Linked DNA regions of Zea mays: region 2 is linked to region 1. Evidence: chromatin contacts called from public Hi-C data. All regions are on one chromosome and are shown on one strand. Each heading gives the region's core, a stretch centred on a gene start, on an enhancer-like site or on the middle of the called end of the contact. The rest is flanking DNA. Distances are from core to core; before and after follow the strand shown. Region 1 holds the start of LOC103630698 (CRM-domain containing factor CFM3, chloroplastic/mitochondrial-like). Region 2 holds the start of LOC100283736.

Region 1 (3,028 bases), core at 384-2,883:
GTAATATTGACACTGTCAAAGGTACCTAGAGCAAAATGGCATGGAAGGTTCCTCGCTAACTTTCGCAAGTTAGTCAGCTCTGCATTGGTAAGGGTCGAACGCATTCCAGTCGGAAGAACTCTATACGGTGTTTTATAACCAGGGATTGTTTGAGGCAACAAGTCGGCATCCACTGGTAAAATACCAGTTCCCCACCAATCCACAAAACGAGGACCCAGCTCATCAAGCATCTGGTTGAACTCCAGCTCTTCCTCCGTCATGTCCTCAGTATTCTGTGAGTTCAATAGGGACACGTTTGCATACTGTGTAGCCAGACCTGTCCCCTGAATATTACTCTCAACAGGGTTGGAGGCATCTGGGATGAACAATGCACCATCTTCGCCCTTCACTGGTGATGAGGCACCATTTAGAGCCTGAGATTTCAGAGGCCTTTTGTAATTGCTCCCTCGGTAAACCACCATTACACTTCCAGACCTCCATATGATCAATCCGCCTGTGCGTCGCTGATCAATGCACACAAACTTGTGTTAGGAATCCATTTTTGAAAGACAAACAATAACGCCAAGTGGGACTCAAATTCACCGTAAATTGGAAAATGCAATGCAGGTTAAATTGCCACTGTCGCATCACTAAACTAATCGGTATTGAGGAACAAGCTGCAAGTGACACATAATTTGAGATCAGAGATAGAGGGCACTAGGGCAGGGGCAAAATGGTGCAAACCTCTACGAGCTCATGAGCTGTCTTCATGTCGTGCGCGAGGTCCTCGTGGAACTTGAGCCGGACCAGCTCCGACTTCCTCCAGGCGTCATGGATCTTCTCCGTGACGGCCGTGGTGACTCCAGCCTTGGGCACGGTGATGCGGTCGCGAAGCGTCATCCCCAACCTGCGCAGCCGGCGCAGCTCCCCGTCCTCGATGGTGAGCTCGGCCAGCGTGGGCGCCTTGACCCGTCTCCTCTTGGTCCCATCCTCCTCGTCCCTCACCGGCCCCGTGGTCTCGTCGTCTCTCTCCCACGGGAGGACGGCATCGTCGAAGCCCGCGGCCGCGAACTGGTGGTCGGGCCGCGCCCAGCCGCGGTGGAGCAGGTCGCCGAGGCGTTCGGTGCCGTCCGGGGGTGCGGCGGCCGTGGCAGCGGAGGCGGAGGCGGAGGCAGAGGGGTCGTCTTCGTCGGAGGCGAGGCCGAGGTTGCGGAGGCGGTGGACGATGCGGTCTATGGACGTGGTCGGGGACGGGATGGGAGCCGGAGCTGGGGCGGGACGGGAGGGGTCGGAGGGCGCCCACCTCTGCAGCCACGGAGCGCCGGTGCTGGGGGCCGCGCGATTGCCACCGGTGGAGGAAGGGGAGGAGGCCGAAGCCGCGGCGGCGGAGGACGAGGAAGAGGAAGAGGAGAGGAGGCGGAGCGGGAGGAGGCTGTGGATGCTGGGGCGGGACGAGAGGCGGAAGGAGTGGTGGAGCGGGAGCTCGGAGAGCGCCATGGAGCGAGGGCGGACCGGCGGTTGGGGTTTTTAGCCCGGTGGCGCCATGGATTTGGGGTGAGAAGGCGTGTCGGGTTTTGGCCTTGCTGGTGGCGGATAAGGGGAGAGGACAGGACACCGGAGAGGATTTTCCTCTTTTCTTTTTCTTTTTTTCCCCTTCTTCGGTCCGTGTATGTGTGTGTAAAATTATTTACATTCTAATGACAATTGCAGTTTTGTTTCTTGATCAATCGACTATTATGATGTCTGGATATTCCATGATCAGTCAACTACTATGATATCTAAATGTATTGTTCTTTGTATTAAATGTGTGGAATGTATGTTTGATCTCGTATAGATAACGGTCAGTTGGCGGAGTCCGAAGGAGTTGCAGGTGAAGACCCTGAGCAGCAGTCGGTTGGTGAAGGCAAGTCCCTTGACCCATCTATGTCCTACTCATTCTTATAATTCATTCCCCGCATTTACACAGTTTATACCTAAGAATTGAGTAGCTTTTGTCTATCTTGTCCTTGGTTACCTATTTTGGTTGGGTTATTTTATTTTAGCTTTATGCTAGCGCTTCACATTAATCAATGAACATGATGAGATTATCTATGATACGCTGTTTTCTCTTTTGATTATGATGATGGTACTGTGAGATTTAGGGGGCTCGAGCTGTTTCTCGAGTGCCTCTCCGTAAGGACCTATTCGTTGGATGACCGCCCGGGAAAACAGTGCAACCATGAGGGTGTAGTGGGACGCCCTTAGCTGAATAATTAGAGGAACTGAGGTGTAGTTCGCTTCGCCGTCGTGCCGTTAATGGGGCTCGGTGTATGCGGCTCGCTCTGCCAAGGTTGGTTCGCCCCCTTGGGGAGGAGTGCGGTGCATTTAGGAAACCTAACGGGTGGCTACAGCCCCAGGAAATCTTTGTAAAGGCTACGTAGTGAAACCCTACCTATTCACCTTGGTAGTGTTTAAGGGTTTGATCGGCCCGAGGCAAGAGGGAATCACGGCTTGTGGGTAAAGTGTGCAACCTCTGCAGAGTGTTATGAAACTGATATATCAACCGTGCTCATGGTTATGAGCGGCCAAGGGAGCTCCATTGATTAGAGATACTTGATCAGAGATGTATGGTTTACAGGAGGTGACGAGGACGATGGTTTTGGTTATGCCTATGGTACTGGTAAGTGGTATTCTTTTCGTTTGGAAAGGGTACATCGGGTTAATAACTTGGGTTAATGCTAAAACCTGGCTTTCTACTAGTAAATAATAACCTGACCAACTAAAAGCAACTGCTTGCTTAACTCCACATAAAGCTAGTCCACTACAGCCAAACGGGACATTTTGCTGAGTATGTTGATGTGTACTCACCCTTGCTTTACACACCAAACCCCCCCAGGTTGTCCGTGTTGCAACCACTGCTCAGGTGAAGATGAAGTTGTGGAGGAGGACTTCCAGGAGTTCCAAGAGTACGATGAGTTCTAGGCGTGGGTTGGCGGCAAACCCCCAGTCGGCTGCCTCTGTAGGCCGTGTGTATCTACGTTTCTTTTCCGCACTTTGATTATTGTTAAAG
Region 2 (3,028 bases), core at 180-2,679, 250 kb after region 1:
TATTTTGCTACATAATGATGATTGTAGGTGGATAGAGCCAATGCAGATTTGAAGAATACCAACGTGAGACTGAAGGAGACTGTTCTTCAAGTAAGAACTTAGCACTTCCGTTCTACACTTGCTAACTAATGCTTGAGTAGTTTGGTGACCTCGTACCATTTGTTTTTCACATTGACTTGTTACCAGCTTAGATCAAGTCGCAACTTTTGCATCGACATCATCCTTCTGTGTGTCATTCTTGGTATTGCGGCCTACCTTTACAAGTAAGTAATATCCAGTTTAATTTCCTGAAGGACACCAGGGTATGCCTGAGTACCACTATTAGGGCATGTACAACCCACATAAATGCTCTGTATCTTATGGGGTATCAAGGGGGTAAGTGCAAAAAAACACAAGAGACGGTATTTTAGTGAAGGAACGTCTCTAGCACGGTTCTGAGTTCTCTAAGTCTAGATACGGTTCTATTAGAGCTTGTTCGTTTCACCGTTAAGCCATATGGATGGAGTGGTATTAAACCGGTTTAAATCCATATCAAGTTAAAATACATCTCAATCCATTCTAATACAGCCCAATTCATATGGAATTAGAATAACCGAACAAGACCTAAATGAGTCGTATCTTGAGGGGTTATAGTAATTAAAATAAAGACTTAGATACATTGGGTTGTACGAAGGGGTTTCTTAGTTATATTTAGTATTTGGGGAACCACAATATAGAATCGATGTTGTACATGCCCTATGGCCATTCTGACATTTTCTTTAGTTTACTTTGTTGCAGCACGATATTTCCTTCGATGTATGTACGGCACATAATATTGCTCTCTGTTTGTGGTGTGCAGTGTTCTAAAAAAGTGAGGTGGAGTCTTCTTGCCTTGGAACCGCTCATGTCGTGGTCCCTTTGTCACCATGGTTCTACCCAGTTCTTTGAGCGATTTGTGTGCACCAAGCCATTTGTTTTGTCTTATATCTGTATTATTATGGTGTCCAAGTTGAACCTTGACTAGGCTTGTTGAAGAGAACGCTGGTAACATGTTTGCTATATATCTGGGGAGTCGATTTCGTAGCGAGGAATGATTACACGGCACCATTCTTATCGTCTTATCGAACCACGGGCTCATGTATATTCATTCCGTCAGGGCTTTGTCTCCATTGTTTCTGTTGAATCAGTCTTGGTACCAAGAGCGGCGCTAGTGAGCAATCAACGATGACTGCTACTTCTTTAGCCTAATGCCTAACGAATGTGATCGCAGCTGCTTATCAGGAAAGATATATGTAGAAAGTCCATTTTTAGGAGAATTCTGTGCGATTCCTCAAAATTTTGAGAATATTACCACCGTCTAATTAAGGCTCTCGTGCAAATTAGGAAATTAGAGTTCGCTTTTGTAGTTCAGTTTCGACAGTCGTCGTCCCCTCTACTCTCTCGGCTTCCGCAGACCCCAGCTTCTCTGGCCCTCTCACTCCAAACATCGGGCTCCAGGCCGTCTCCCGCCAACCCAAATTCGCTTCCCGCCGCTCCCCATTAAACCCGCTTGAAAGGTCGCGCCCTCGAGCAGAGCAACCCCTGACCACAAATCCGATCCGCAGCCGCCGTGCCTCGCTTTCGTCTTTTCCCCTCTGCTCGAGTACGAGCGGCTACTCCCGGCGGCTGCGGCGGCGGCGATGAGCGCGGTGAACATCACCAACGTGGCGGTGCTGGATAACCCCACCGCCTTCCTCAATCCCTTCCAATTTGAGATCTCCTACGAGTGCCTCGTGCCCCTCGACGACGGTACGGATCACCTCCCTCCTTTTTTCTATGGCCCCGTGGTGCGTGGCGGCGGGCTAGGGTTTCGTGCGTCGTGAGATCGGTGGGTGTCGCTTTGGATGCAGTGTGAATACCGGGCTATGGGGGTGGGTTTTGCAACCTCTGCAGGATGACATCAGGAGGGTATGGGAGTTGAGTCGAGCGCTGCTACATCGGTTGCATTCCTGTGCGGCAGTACTAGCATAGATGCGGATGCCATTGTTGTCGAGGCTACCATTGTTCGAGGCTACCACTGTTCTTGTTCGGTGGTGCATGTTGCATTCCTGATTCCTGTAATGGAGTACGTTTTTGGATGTTAGGCGATTGGCGGATCCATGAATGATTAGAAACACTTAGCAATTTTTACATACAGCTAATTGTTGGTTCACAAACAATTAAGAAGGGTTACATGGAATTTGGTGTGTGTGTGGATTGGGGGTTGAACTGTCAGCGCTCCTGTTCTACAGCTCACCTTGTTTGTATGCTCGTGACGGTTAACTTCTATTAACCATATTCCGGCCTTTATGTAACAATTGGCATAAGAATGCAGCATAATTTCCACTATGCTGTTATGTACCATGTGATTCTTGATCATATATTCTACCCTCCATTACTAGTATCTAGATATCAGAATGTCAAATGACTTGAACCTATTTGCTTAGCGGGTCATTGAGTTGTATACTTGTATTGTCAAAATCTGGCTGCCACATTCTATAGTTGTGCAAGAAATTCCATGCACACACGTGTCATGCGTGGATGGCTGCCTACAATCTAGCATTAGTTGTGCTTGAAGATGATTATAATTGAATGTGCAATGGATAAATATCATGTTATTCGTATCTTGTACCTATAAGGGATACATATGTACTTGTGCTATAGCTGTAGCTGATGATACAAATGTATAATTTTGCTGTTGGACTTAACACAAGTGGAGTTCTATTTGAGTTTTTTTAAAATCTTGTACCCCCTGTTTGAAATTGGTAGCATGAATATTGCTTGTATTCTACTGAATATCAAGAGGGTTGTGGTGCTGAAATTGCTGGTGAGGGATTGCTAATCCCAATATCTGGACCATAGTGTCCATGCAGGGACATCAGTGGGATGTGGAGGTGGCCTAGGGCCTGTTTGGTTCAGCTTTTTTCTGACCAGCTTTTCCGAGAATCTAGCTGTGGGGAGAATCTGGCTGTGTAGAGAATCTGAGTATCATTAGGATTACGTGCTGAGGAAGATAAAGTTGTCCATGAAG

The links. Hi-C and Micro-C count contacts between places; a contact is called where the count stands out from the background.
Region 2: a contact with region 1 is called in a Hi-C map of ear, with 1.7 times the contacts expected there. The contact joins the promoter of LOC100283736 here to the promoter of LOC103630698 in region 1. A contact is called at or near these places in 2 of 25 Hi-C or Micro-C datasets (ear and leaf).

The regions. Positions count from the first base shown.
Region 1 is chr6:174,297,764-174,300,791 of Zm-B73-REFERENCE-NAM-5.0, forward strand. LOC103630698 (CRM-domain containing factor CFM3, chloroplastic/mitochondrial-like) reads right to left here and starts at 1,634. Exons shown (of 9, transcript XM_008651752.4): 1 at 724-1,634; 2 at 26-503. The coding sequence starts at 1,476.
Region 2 is chr6:174,552,322-174,555,349 of Zm-B73-REFERENCE-NAM-5.0, forward strand. It overlaps LOC100283736, which reads left to right and starts at 1,430. Exons shown (of 3, transcript NM_001156635.2): 1 at 1,430-1,767. The coding sequence starts at 1,659. LOC100283631 reads left to right here. Exons shown (of 9, transcript NM_001156532.2): 7 at 28-90; 8 at 187-263; 9 at 839-1,339. The coding sequence ends at 854.